2 separate regions of the Mus musculus genome follow, and region 1 is linked to region 2. Evidence: chromatin contacts called from public HiChIP or PLAC-seq data. All regions are on one chromosome and are shown on one strand. The core of a region is the stretch at or near the end of the contact, and the rest is flanking DNA. Distances in the headings are between cores, read along the strand shown. Region 1 holds the start of Txnip (thioredoxin interacting protein). Region 2 holds the start of Aph1a (aph1 homolog A, gamma secretase subunit).

What was found. HiChIP or PLAC-seq counts read pairs in DNA pulled down with a chosen protein or histone mark.
Region 1: an H3K4me3 HiChIP or PLAC-seq map of bone marrow-derived macrophages shows a contact between it and region 2, with 3 times the contacts expected there. The contact joins the promoter of Txnip here to the promoter of Aph1a in region 2. A contact is called at or near these places in 2 of 39 promoter capture datasets (liver and pre-B cells) and 4 of 115 datasets of contacts at active chromatin or transcription factors (bone marrow-derived macrophages, embryonic stem cells, memory CD8 T cells and 1 more).

The regions. Positions count from the first base shown.
Region 1 is chr3:96,556,051-96,561,992 of GRCm38.p6, reverse strand. Txnip (thioredoxin interacting protein) reads right to left here and starts at 4,036. Exons shown (of 8, transcript NM_001009935.2): 1 at 3,508-4,036; 2 at 3,029-3,104; 3 at 2,776-2,923; 4 at 2,558-2,660; 5 at 2,148-2,404; 6 at 1,899-2,055; 7 at 1,634-1,785; 8 at 136-1,514. The coding sequence starts at 3,757. The coding sequence ends at 1,464. It overlaps Gm15441 (predicted gene 15441), which reads left to right. Exons shown (of 4, transcript NR_040409.1): 2 at 2,151-2,315; 3 at 3,596-4,707; 4 at 5,933-5,942.
Region 2 is chr3:95,889,666-95,896,062 of GRCm38.p6, reverse strand. Aph1a (aph1 homolog A, gamma secretase subunit) reads right to left here and starts at 2,142. Exons shown (of 6, transcript NM_146104.3): 1 at 1,780-2,142; 2 at 1,072-1,242; 3 at 847-920; 4 at 493-615; 5 at 218-345. The coding sequence starts at 1,892. BC028528 (cDNA sequence BC028528) reads left to right here and starts at 4,108. Exons shown (of 6, transcript NM_153513.4): 1 at 4,108-4,178; 2 at 6,254-6,340. The coding sequence starts at 4,133.

The sequences.
Region 1 (5,942 bases), core at 2,787-5,286, 660 kb before region 2:
CAGAGGCCAAACCAGCCGTTATGTCACTCAGCGTCAAGAGACTTCTCTCTCCACGGGCTTTCAGTATTGAGACAGGGGAACACTTTCTAGTAACTTCTCCAGTATCTCATAGACAAGAAAAGAACATTTATTTTTGTCATTAAAAAACTTTATTTTTTTTTACAAAGGATAACCCCACTTTGGGGTGAAAATATATTTGGATAAGTAGAAAATATAGTTTTTAATCATACAAAAAGATACACAAAATACAAAAACAACAAAACCGAAACCTCCATCAGCTCGCAGACATTCTGGCTGCACAGTTCTCAGGTGGAGCTGACACAGGACAAAGTGCTAAGGCTTAGTGAGCTTCCGAGCCAGGGCTGAGGCCACAGTGAAAGCAGCACTTTCTCCCAACACTGGACAGGAAATGGGGTCTGGGGGCTTCTGTGCCCCGATCAGTGCTGGGGCATCTCAATGTAGAATGTCACCCAGGCTCCAGCTGTCAACCACAACCCTTCACAGGATTAGTGTTAGAATTACACAAGTCTGTGCGTTGGGAGAAAGCCTCAAAAGCAATAACCAAGCTGGGCCTTTGATCGCAGCACTCAGGAGGCAGAGGCAGGTGGATCTCTCAGGCCAGCCTGGGTCTACAATGTTCAGGGATAGAGACCCTAACCCCCACCCTCCAAGTCACTGGGCTTAATCCTTAAGAGACTGGTGGAGCTTACATCTATAACGGAGACTAAAACAAAATTGACAAGCTAAAGTGCTAAGAACATCACCTTAGAATCAATTCCAAGGGGTTACAGGGAAATAACAGATTCTCCCATCTGATTATGCTTACAAGAGAACACAGTGCAACTGGCTGTAAAATGGCTTTTATGGCCGTCAGTGGGCACAGCTACTACTGCTCCCAGGGTGAAGTCAACTTGGAGCAGCTGCCCCGAATTTCACAGGCTGCGTGCTCACCAGCCGTGGAAGGTCTTTTCTTTGTAAAGATATAAAAAAGGAACACTGACTTTAAAAAACACACAAAAACACTCCTCTTACAAAATTTTGGCCATGACTTGAAATTGGCTCTGTCCCCCATGGCACAGATGATGGTCTACTGATATTTTAGACAATTTAAAAGTCCCTTTAAAACAAAAACCTTGGAAAGACAACGCCAGAAGGTCAGCAGTGCCCTGACTCAGTCAACACAAACAAGTTCTTCATTTCCAACATCCGAGAAAGTGGTCAGGTCTCAATTTTTCTAAGAGTGTTCTGACATCCACCCAGCAAACACTCCTATGCCACAGTGCGGGCACTGGTCTGCACCACTTGAAGCCGGAGACCCGCCTACTGATTGCCACCCATCTTGAGGAGTCAGCGGCTGGGGTGTACCCGTTCCCCGCTGTAGAGACTGAGTCTCTGAAACACTGGAGTTCAAGCAGAGAGGCAGAAAGAAATGCGCTAATACAGATGCTTCATTTCCTGCAGGCTCACTGCACGTTGTTGTTGTTGTTGTTGTTGTTAAGGACGCACGGATCCACCTGGAAGGGGAATAGAGAGGAAATTTTCAGGTTTTTTAGTTAAGTAGAAAACCCACATTAACCCTTCCTTCAAAAGGCCTAGGACAAAATGTTGACCCTGTGAGAATAGCAGTTCTCACCTCAGTGTAAGTGGGTGGGGGCATGAACTGGAACTCAGGGGCGTACATAAAGATAGGGCTGTCTTGAGAGTCGTCCACATCGTCCAGCAGAGGGGTGGTGGGGCTCTCTAGTCTGTGATCTTCAGGAATGATGTCCATATAGCAAGGAGGAGCTGAAGAGAGAAAACGGTGTCAGAAGTCCGACTAAGAAATAAATGCCAGGTCACCCCAACTCCACAAGCCCAAGCAGATCAAAATAACTCGAACCTATCCGGCTGCAGCTTACCTTCTGGGGTATCTGGGATGTTTAGGTCTATCCAGCTCATCTCAGAGCTCGTCCGGCTGGCCATGCTGGATGTCCGGCTGCTCAGACCAGACCTGCTGCCAATCACTAGGGGCAGATCAAGGATGACTTTCTTGGAGCCAGGGACACTGACGTAGATCTAGAGAGGAGGATGGCAGTTTGTTAGATGGGTTGAGTACAGAAAGCACTGAATTTGTAACCAGGTAATTGTCTCTCTTCTCACCCACTCACCAGCAAGGAGTATTCGACTTTGAGGATGTTGCAGCCCAGGATGGATGGTCTGATCTTCTGCACTCTGAGGCTCTTGCCACGCCACGATGCGCAAGTCCCTGAGATAATGTGATTGCCTCTGACTGAGGACAGCTTCTGAGTGAACACTTTGGTCTGGCCATTGGCAAGGTAAGTGTGTCGGGCCACAATAGCCGCTTTGGGGACCACGATTCGGGAACACGTGTTCTCAAAGTCAGCATGGATGGAGATGTCATCACCTAGAGTTAAAATAAAATGAGGAAGTATGAATAGCCATGCAAGTTAACAGCACTTCCTCTGCCTCTACCCTACGACCCTCTCCGTACCACCCCCAACCCCCCCACCCCCAGTTCTGGCTATCCTGTCTAGCATTTGAAGCAGTATGTTTTTACCTTCACAGAATCCTTTTCTGTCAATTCGAGCAGAGACTGACACACGTCCATCAGGAATGAACATGCAGGAAACTTTCTTCTCCTTTTTGGCAGACACTGGTGCCTGTGTAAAAGGAAATAATGTTTTGAGATATTTCAACCCCCATGCATCTAATTTATTATCCCTGACCAAGAAGAATTTTAAAACCTTTTTAAAAACAAAAACAAAAAATCCTCACCATTAGGTCAGGGGTATTGACATCCACTAGATCCATCACTTCGAAGTTTTTCTTTGCCTCTTGAGTTGGCTGGCTGGGGCGATCGAGAAAAGCCTTCACCCAGTAGTCTACGCAACCATATTTTCCTTTAAAGGATGTTCCCAGGGGCCTGTGTCAAAACAATGAACCAAAATTAAGGCTAAGAACTGTAAGAGATCAATGGAGGGGGAAGACTTAGAAATAAGAGTGCAAGGTGCACACGGTGGATGCCTACCCTTGAGGAAGCTCGAAGCCGAACTTGTACTCATATTTGTTTCCAGGCCTCATGATCACCATCTCGTTCTCACCTGCTGGGAAACAAAGACAAGGGGCCATTAGGCTTCTTGTTACATTTTGAAAGCGTCAATGAGGAGTGCCTGGGCAGTAGACTACCTTACTTCACTTCCACTTTCATCTCTTACACTATGGAAGAAAAGATCCCAGAGCACTTTCTTGGACAGAAAGTTGCGAAATCCACAAATACATTAATCTTTAAGTAGTAGCTAAGACAACACTTTCAGGAAACAGTACCTCAGAAAGTGTTCAAATCACTCTAGGGGGGTGAAGGGTAGTGAAAAACTTGCTAATTACAAAGTAAAAAAATATAGGGACCAACAGTTCAAACCATTCAAACGAACAACTCGAAACATTTAGTGGTGCCCTCCCCGACCCACAGACCTCCCAAGTCACCATCAGTCCTGCTGGGAGCAGTACCTGTAGGCTGCTCTTCTAGGAGAAGTGTGTCTTCATAGCGCAAGTAGTCCAAAGTCTGTTTGCACTGCTGAGACCCTTGCATCCACAGGACCTTGGCCACGCCGCAAGCCAGGATCCTGACGGCTTTGACTCGGGTAACTTCACACACTTCCACTATTACCCGTCCGGCCACCTTCTCCCCGCTGCCGTACACCTTCTCGGGGTCGTTGAAGACCACCTCAAAAGACTTGATCTTCTTGAACATCACCATGATTGAGCCGAGTGGGTTCAAGAAAAACGAAAGCCGGAGAGGAAAAAAATCTTTAAGAACCCTTCAAAGCAAACGAAGAGCTCGCCTCCGTAAAGTCAGGGCTTGAAAACCCAAACGAAAATGTAAAGAAAGCTTCAAACAAACCCTAACAACTTTTCCAAAAGGTGCCTGGAAGTTTCAGCCTGCCGGCTGTGCCAAAAGCTTTCAGGAGAAAAATAACAGCTGTCTTCCGCAACTGGAGAAACTCTGGAAACCCCGAGACCAGAGGAGGAGAGTGTCAAGCGGCTGCCGGAAACGGCTTATATAGCCGCCTGGCTTGGCGCTCCACGCGAGTGCTGGCCTGGAGGCTCGTGCAGCCCTCGTGCACAGTTCTCCCATTGGCTACTTGGCCCTTGTTTACCAGGCCTCCAACCAATCAGCGAGGCCGCCGGGGCGCGTGGACACGGTGTGCTCCTAGCGGGGAAAATGGTTGTTGTTCGGGTGCGCAGCCTTGCCAGCAGGAGGGGCGGGGCCCGGGGCGACGGGTGCCCTCCCTCCCCCCGGGAGGCTGGGACCCCGGGACCCTGAACCTCATCCAGGGGACTCCTCTTGGGAGCTGGGTTATTTGGGTGTGTGCTTTGTTTTTTTTTTCCCCCTTCTTTTTTTAGGTGAAAGAAAAATGTGCTTAGGAGAGGATTTCATGACTCGCCTGAGCCAGCGCAATTCATTTCGAGGTGACCATTTATTCCTGGCTCACAAGTTCGCAAGTCTTGTGAAAAACAATCCCATCGCACCGAGGATACTCCAGGATGGAGCGGAGGGCGAGAGTGCAGTCGTGTTAGTGAGAAAGAGCCCACCCGATATGCTCCTATTGCACTTCTATTGAAGAATAAAAGGCTGCGGTCTCTCCAGACGAGAACTTGTCAGATATTTTAAAGTCTGGCTTTCAGTCCTTTCTGGTGAATGCTCTGGTGGGTTCCCCTCATTTCCCCCTCATTTCATGCCCCTATGTGCTGCTACTGTTCCTCGCCCATTACATTCTATTCTGTTCTCTGGAGCGGAAGCAGTAAGGGAGTGTCCACATCCTGTTGCTTATCCCCTCATCTCTTCAGTGTACCTGTGAAGTTGGGGAACATTTTGTATATGTTCCCTTGTTCCTCACTGCAGCTTTGTGAGGTGTTTACTTTCACACTGATGGCTCCCCCGTCCTTGTTTCTCCAGGAAACAAGAGGTGGACAAACCAAAAAAATAAAATAAAAGAAAGAAAGAAAAAGGAAGAAAAAGAACCTCACTCCTTACTTTGTTTTCGAGTTCCTGTCATTCTTTTCCCCCCTCTGTCCTCTCTCCAAATTCACTAAATGAAATGCATGTCCCTAAGCCTGTTTCAATTTCACCGGCGCTGGAGCTGTGTTAGTTTCACTTAGTTATCTGGCAAACCTTGCTGAGAGATGCCTCAGGAGCTGACTAGAGAAATAACTCTTAAGTGTGCAAAGAAACTCTTGTGTGAAGGATTACCTGCAACCCCCTCCCCCTTCGCCCCCTACTCTATTCCCCACCCACCCACCCACTCCCACCCCCACCCCCACCCCGCGCCGGAGCCTTGTCATTGAGTCCTAAACTCCTTCCATATTTGGGCAGAATTATTAGGAGACTATCTATCTCCTTCCTTGCGCAGGAAAATAAAGATGATATAGCCCTGAGATTAAGATGGAGAAGTAAAAAGCGATTGCATGCCTGTTCACCGCTGTTCATAAACAACACCCCCAGCCCCCACCCCCGCGCGCCCTAACTGGGTTGACACCCTAAGGCTAACAAGTTACAACTGAACCTTAAGCAAGCACAGAGATGAACATCACACGGTTCAAAAACATATACACAACACCAAGGCCTAGGAACACCTTGATCCTTAGGGTGTGTTTGTTCCAGAAAGTTAACTAACTAGGCGTCAGGTGTTTTCCAACGATAAACAGTATTTATGAATACTGTAAGGGAGGTAGGTCGCTCACTAACTTCAGTTTCTCAGTGCCTGTAGCAGGCATCTGAGAAAACCTTAGCTTGATGGTATGAAATATCAAAATATACCGAAAGTTCATATATCGATGTTGTTAAATAGTGTGGTATGTAGCAACATAAGATTTAAAAATTTTGTAAGTATATGGCTGTTATTTTCTTCTACCACCTGTGTGCTTGCTGCAGGTGTCCGCCG
Region 2 (6,397 bases), core at 893-3,392:
GCTCTTTCTAGTCACCTCCAGCCTTCTGTGGTAACACGACTAAGCAATTCAAACTCTGCCCCAGAGCGGATGACCTAACTGAAGCTAAGGTAGCAGAAGTCAAGATTCTGCCTCCGCCCCAGGTAAGGGAAGGTGACTTACTAGGTGGGAACACATACCCCATCCAGCTCACTATTAAATGCTTTCTCCCTGACTCGGGCCCCTGTCTCCAACTCACCAGTCCCGATGTCAGAAGGTGACTCCCAACTACCAGGCCCAAAGCCCAGTACCGTCTCCTCTCACAGGCATCAAAGAACACAACTCCCCAAAAGGTGTGGAGCAGGATAATGGCTGCTGTCAGAAAGGCTGCGGGGAGGGAGACGGGAAGATGTCCATCCCTGATCGCCTGCCAGCCTCCTGAGACGGTGAGCCAGAGGAGCCTCCCAGGGAAGGGCAGTAAGTCAGGGCCAGGGAAGGACAGGGCACAAAGGCAAGGTTAGAAGTGGGCCTTACCTGAAGTCAGGAAGTAATAGGGTGAGTCTCCATGGATCCCAACCACACCTGGCCCAAGTGCATCAGCCAAAATATTGATAACAGAGAAGACACCACTGATGATACCGAAGGACAGACCAGAAACTGGGGGGAGGGGAGGGTCTTGTCAACGACCAGGACCACCACAGCTTCATTAGCAGTACCTACTCCCCAAGCCCAGGGAAAAGTCTACCATACCTACTCTCCCTCCAGACCGCCTCTCCTTGGAAGTCAAGTATGAAGAAAAACACTTTAGCATACGTGGCTGTTTAGATTACCCAGAAAGAGAGGATGGGGTGTCCAACTCCCTCCTCTGGTCCCTCTCCCTTGGCTCACCATAGGCCATCTGTCGGATGGAGATGGGTGATCTTCCGTCCTCACTCAGTGATGCTAAGCCCTCATCTGCCTTCCTGGGAAACAGAAGGAAGGGCAGGGATGTTCCTTCCCCTCCAATACCCTCCCTTTAACGACCCTTACTCCAACCACCATCGCAGGGCTGGCCCACTTCCCGCCATGCACACCACTGTCCCCCCTCCCTTCCAGAGCCCCCCTTGTCCTTACTTAAGGAGCTTGTAGTAAGCAAAACGGAACACTTCCTGTAGAAGGACAGAGACAGCAGCACCAAAAATCAGGAGGCCATACTGGAGCCGTGCATCTGATCGGTCTGTCACATGGACCAAGATGAACCAGACCACAGAAGCCAAGAGCAGGGAGACCAGCCAGAAAAAGGCTCTGAGAAAACACAAGGGCAATGAGAGAGGCAAAGACAGGAGCAGATGGAAAAATCAAGGAGGGAGCCAGCCAAGGATGGAATGTATGAAAAGTGGAAGTTAGACTTCCGGATGGTAAGGGAGACAGGGACCAGATAAGTGTCTCCACCAACAGACTCATTTGTAAGAATCTGAAAGCAGCAGAAAGGGTAGAGATCTGGTTAGAGTCTTCATTAGAGTCAAAGTGTGTGGGCATGAACGGACAGACTAGGTATCCATTCCAAGATCCTTGGCTGGCCGAGGTCAGCACAGCCCCCTCATTAATCTTGGCCTTGGGCCTTCTCTGACGTTGCCGGGAGGACTACAGGAAGAATCTGTGAAATCCCTGGAAGGCGGAAGCCGACTGCGGGAAATTCTCCTAGATCACGATTTGACCCTGTGTCCAACCTTTTCCGACTTCTGCCCCCCAACTCAGGCTCCCAAGCCTGCTCCAGTTCCTCCAGCCCTTTCTGCACCTTTTTCTCTACGTTCGGCCCCGTCTCCACCACTCGACACTCACCCCGCCACCAGGATGATAACCCGAAGTGGGTCTCCAGCTACAGTGATCAGGAAAAGGGAGAAGGCTGGGCCGAACGCGACGAAGGTGCATCCGAAAAACACAGCAGCCCCCATGACTGGGCAGCTGGGGAAGGGAGGGAACCCCGGCCAAGGAAGGCGAAAGGGAGCTGCGCGCCGAGGGGGAGTCCGCGTGGGGCGAGGACGCAACCCCAGGAGGGGCGCGGTGCAATGTCACCCCCGGACCCCGGGGAAGGGGAAGGGGGGGTGCCGAAACCCCGGACGAAGGTCCGCCCGACCTCGTCTACGGAAGCCGAAGAGGGAACAACCCCCGGTCGCTGCCCCATGGCCACCTCCCATCTAATTCCCACCCCCGGAAGGCCAATGAATACTTGGTGGGGCGGAACTGCAGAGGCGGGGTCATGGCGGCATGGCCTTCTGGGAGTTGTAGTCTCTCATCCTCAGAGCCCTCCTCTTGGTGCTGGGAGTGGCTTCAGAAGAGTAGGCTGGAGTCTGGGCCCAATCAGAACAATGATTCCTGGGTTCGCTGGCGCCTTGGCCACGGTTTCCTTTCTTTCGGTAGAGAAGGGTGATAGCCACCCTACCTATTACTAGAGGAGCTTTGTCGGAGGAAGATCCTGTTTGACTCTAGAGACAAATAAAAAAGAGCACAGGATAGAGGTTGTGGGAAGATAGGGACGGACATTGTTCTTAAGTTGAATTAGAGGAAATGACCCAGAGAAGCATCCTGAGGGATCAAAGTTAGGCTTAAAAGTTGGAACTCTTTGGGCAGCCTGGTATAGGAATTACGTCTTAAATGAAGCCTCCACTTGTATTCTGTAATGACAGAATGAGAAAAGCAGGAGGAGCCGGGAGAGAAATATTAGGAAAATGTTTGGAAGGAATCGTGGAGTCACAAAGCAACTAGAGCAATGGGACTGAGAGGAAATTACACCCATCCCCTCCACCCCCGCCCCACGCCGAGCTGCTTGGTTCCTTTGATGTCATACTTCCTTTATTTATAGTCTGGAAAATAAACTTGAGTGGTGTCTTTTCCTCAGGCTGGGGAGAGAGATTTCATATTATCAGGAATCATCATTTGTATGAGGACGGGTTGGTCCTTAGGAGTCTGCAGAACAGAGGAATCCTATGATGGGATCTGAGCATTTTGATCATATATGAGAAAAATCGTTTTTTGAGGGTACATACAAAGCAACAACAAACTACAGAAAAATTTAAAAGATTACCGGGCTTCCTGGAGGTTTTTGCAAAAAGTCACTAGGAGGGGAATCAGTGGAGGTGGGGGGGTGGGGGGGATGGGAGGGTAGGGGGGGTGGAGGGTTGGGGGGGTCTGGCGGTCACTAGACACATTGTTCCCCAAGGTTAGGAGGATGGGAACATCTTGGCCAGTGTTCAGGATTCCATGTGTGTTCAACAGGCTGAGTCTGGGCCACTCTTCTCTGTGAGCTGTTAGCAGCTGTGGGGAACAATCTGTGCATGATGAGCCCACAGCCACTTGCACGGTGTTCAAGGACTCATTTTAGATGCTTAGCAAGTATTTACTAGGTATGTGAGGCTTGTGGAGCTTTTCTTTTGTTCTAATAGCTATTTTTATGTGTGTGGGAGGGGGTTGTGTCATGTATATCTGTGCAACATGTATGTGCTCGGTGCTCTTGGAGGCCAGATGAGCACATCAGAACCCTCGGGACTGCGGCTACAGATGATTGTGATCCACCATGTGGTGCAAGGACATAGCCAGGGCTACCTGTGAGGGAGTGGAGAAGAGCAGGGGCTGGAGAAAGGGAAGGAGCCCAGGGAAAATAGACAAATGCAAGAACAATGGATATAGGGAGTACAGTTGTTATAGGAAGGATGCACAGCTGGCAGGGGAGGGGATGGGGAGGGGAGGGGATGCACAGCCGGCGGGGGCTGATAAACATGATAAAAAAGATCATGTTTCCCTCAGAGTGGAGAGCAACCCTGCACAGCAATGGTAACTTAAGGCCTGCAAGAAGGAAGGTGGATTTTGGGGAGCATTGAGAGGGAGGAAGCATAGGAGGGGAGAGGAGAGGGTGAACTTTGGTCCCAGCAGTGGGAGTCCTGAGCGGACCTAATCCAGGGCTAGGGGCTCTCCAGGAATAACAAGTTAGCATCCAACAAGGGGGTTAAGGGGGTTGGCTCTAGGTCCAGCAGCTATGTAAAGATCTACGGAGCGAGTAGGCGGAGAGTTCTGTCCCCTGGGAGAAGAATCACTCCAGTGCCCTCCCAGCTTCACAGCAGCAGGGGAGGCGGGGTAAGTGTGGTGGGAAACAGCAATTTCCTCTTTTAACTTACACAGTGATAGTGCAAAACCCAGAATGGATGTCCTCTTTATAGCCCTCCTTGTTGCACCACTCATCCTGGGTAAGTCTCCTTCTGACCCTGGCCTTTTGTGCCAGGTCTTTTGCTATAAATGGGATGAGAGAAAAGGAAACAGAGAGCAGTACGTCGGGCATTTCAGCGGGGAGCTGTACTGCTTTTCTCAGCTGTTGGAGTCCAGGGTTGGGGGCAGAGCAGGGATCTGGAAGGTGGAGCCAGGAAACCAAAGGCAAAGCAAAGCGAAGTCTTGTCAAATAAGACACAGGCCGGTGGAGGATGGGACTCTAAAGAGAGTTCCTTCGGCAAGACTGAACTCAGATTTCTGTTCCTGTCACCACAGAGCTGAGCAGGAGAGTGAGGAGCCATAAAGGAAAGAAGTGGGCGCTTGGAAGTCAAGGGAGCAACATCAGTGAGCGAAGCCAGAGGCTCTCCTTTCCACAAAGCACAAGGAAACAAACAAACCTCCTATTAGCAAAGACATAGGTGCGAGAGCCAAGCTGGATGGCACATGCCCAGCGCTTGAGACATAGAGGGGAAAGGGTCAGAAATTCAAGGTCATCCTTGACTACTTAGTGAGTTCCTGACTAGTCCCAGGTGAATAAGAAGCCCTCAGCTGGGTGTGGTGGCTCACGCCTTTAGTCCTAGCACTCTGGAGGCAGAGGCAGGCAGAGCTTTGAGTATGAGGCCATCCTGGTCTACAAATCCAGTTCCAGGACAGCCAGGACTATACAGAGAAAGCCCTGCCTCAAAAACAAATAAATAAATAACAAACAAACAATTACCCCTGTACCAAAAAACAAAACCAAGCTTGGTGTGGTGGCTCGCTCCTTTAATCCCAGCATTCCTGAGGCAGAAACAGAAAGGTCTCTGTGAATTCTAGGCTAGTTTGGTTTACTTGGTGGTTTCTACATTGGTTACAGATACATAGCAAACAATGTCTTTTAAAAAATAAAAGAAGCCTGGCATGGTGGCACACCCCTTTAATCCCGGCACTTGGGAGACAGAGGCAGGCGGATTTCTGAGTTCGAGGCCAGCCTGGTCTACAGAGTGATTCAAACAAAAAGAAAAAAAAAAGAAGAGAAAAGCCAGTATAGGTTGGCTTAGGCCAGTAGAAAACTGGCTGCCTTCAGGGACACGATCCCAAGAGTAGTTTGGCTCCTTCCCCTCTTTGTTCTCAGCCAGGTGTGTCACTGTTTTCCTTTCCTTTCAATCCTGTGTCCTTAGTTTGGGGTTGGAGGGATGTGTTTAGCAGAAGGCCTAGAATTCTGGATTCAGTAAGCAAAGCCACACAGTGTTAGTTTTGGAAGGGGAGAGACGCTACGATGGGTCATCTGGTCCAGCTGACTTATTTTTAAGGAAGGTGATACGAGCCCAGCTGTGGTGCTGCATGCCTTTAATGCCGGCATTTGGCAGGCAAAGGCAGAAGCAGGTTTCTGTGAGCTGGAGGCCAGCCTGATCTATACAGTGAATTTCAGGACAGCCAGGGCTACATAGAGAGACCCTGTCTCAAAAGGGGTTGGGGGGTGTGAAGCAGACTTATGAAAAGTTCTGCTTAGCTAGCAGTGGAGCTGGAAGTAAAACCAAATCTAAAACATTGAGTGTCTTTTATGAGGAAAATTTGGGAACATATAGAATGTATATAGCTTTTCTAAATTTTTTTGGGCTCTGTCTTCCACTTTTTTTGTTGTTTGTTTTTTGTTTTGTTTTGTTTTTGTTTTTTGAGACAGGGGTTCTCTGTGTCCTGGAACTCACTTTGTAGACCAGACTGGCCTCAAACTCAGAAATCTGCCTGCCTCTGCCTCCCAAGTGCTGGGATTAAAGGCATGCGCCACCACCGCCCGGCTGTCTTCCACTTTTAAAGGCTTTACATATATCTCCCTTGGGGCTTAGAGGATGTGAAAGAATCTGCTTTCTGTCCTGGGAGTTCTGCACTGAAAACAGAATACTGTCCTCACCGCAGCTAGATGCCAGGAAACTTGGGCCAACATAGATGTACAGAGGCAGGGAGAGACCTCTGGAGAGGAAGCAGAAAGAAGCTGGGAGAGCTCTGTGATCAACAACATGTGTGCTGTTGCTAAGGGGTTCCAGATGCTCTGACCTGTAACTCTTGTGCCTTGCAGGACAGGAATACGACCATGAAGAGCAGCTGGAAGAGGGTGATTACTATCAAGTGGCATATTATTATTACACAGTGACCCCTAATTATGGTGCGTATGTGAAAGGCTCTGATTCTTAGTGGGGTAGATTTGGGGACCACTTAGTTC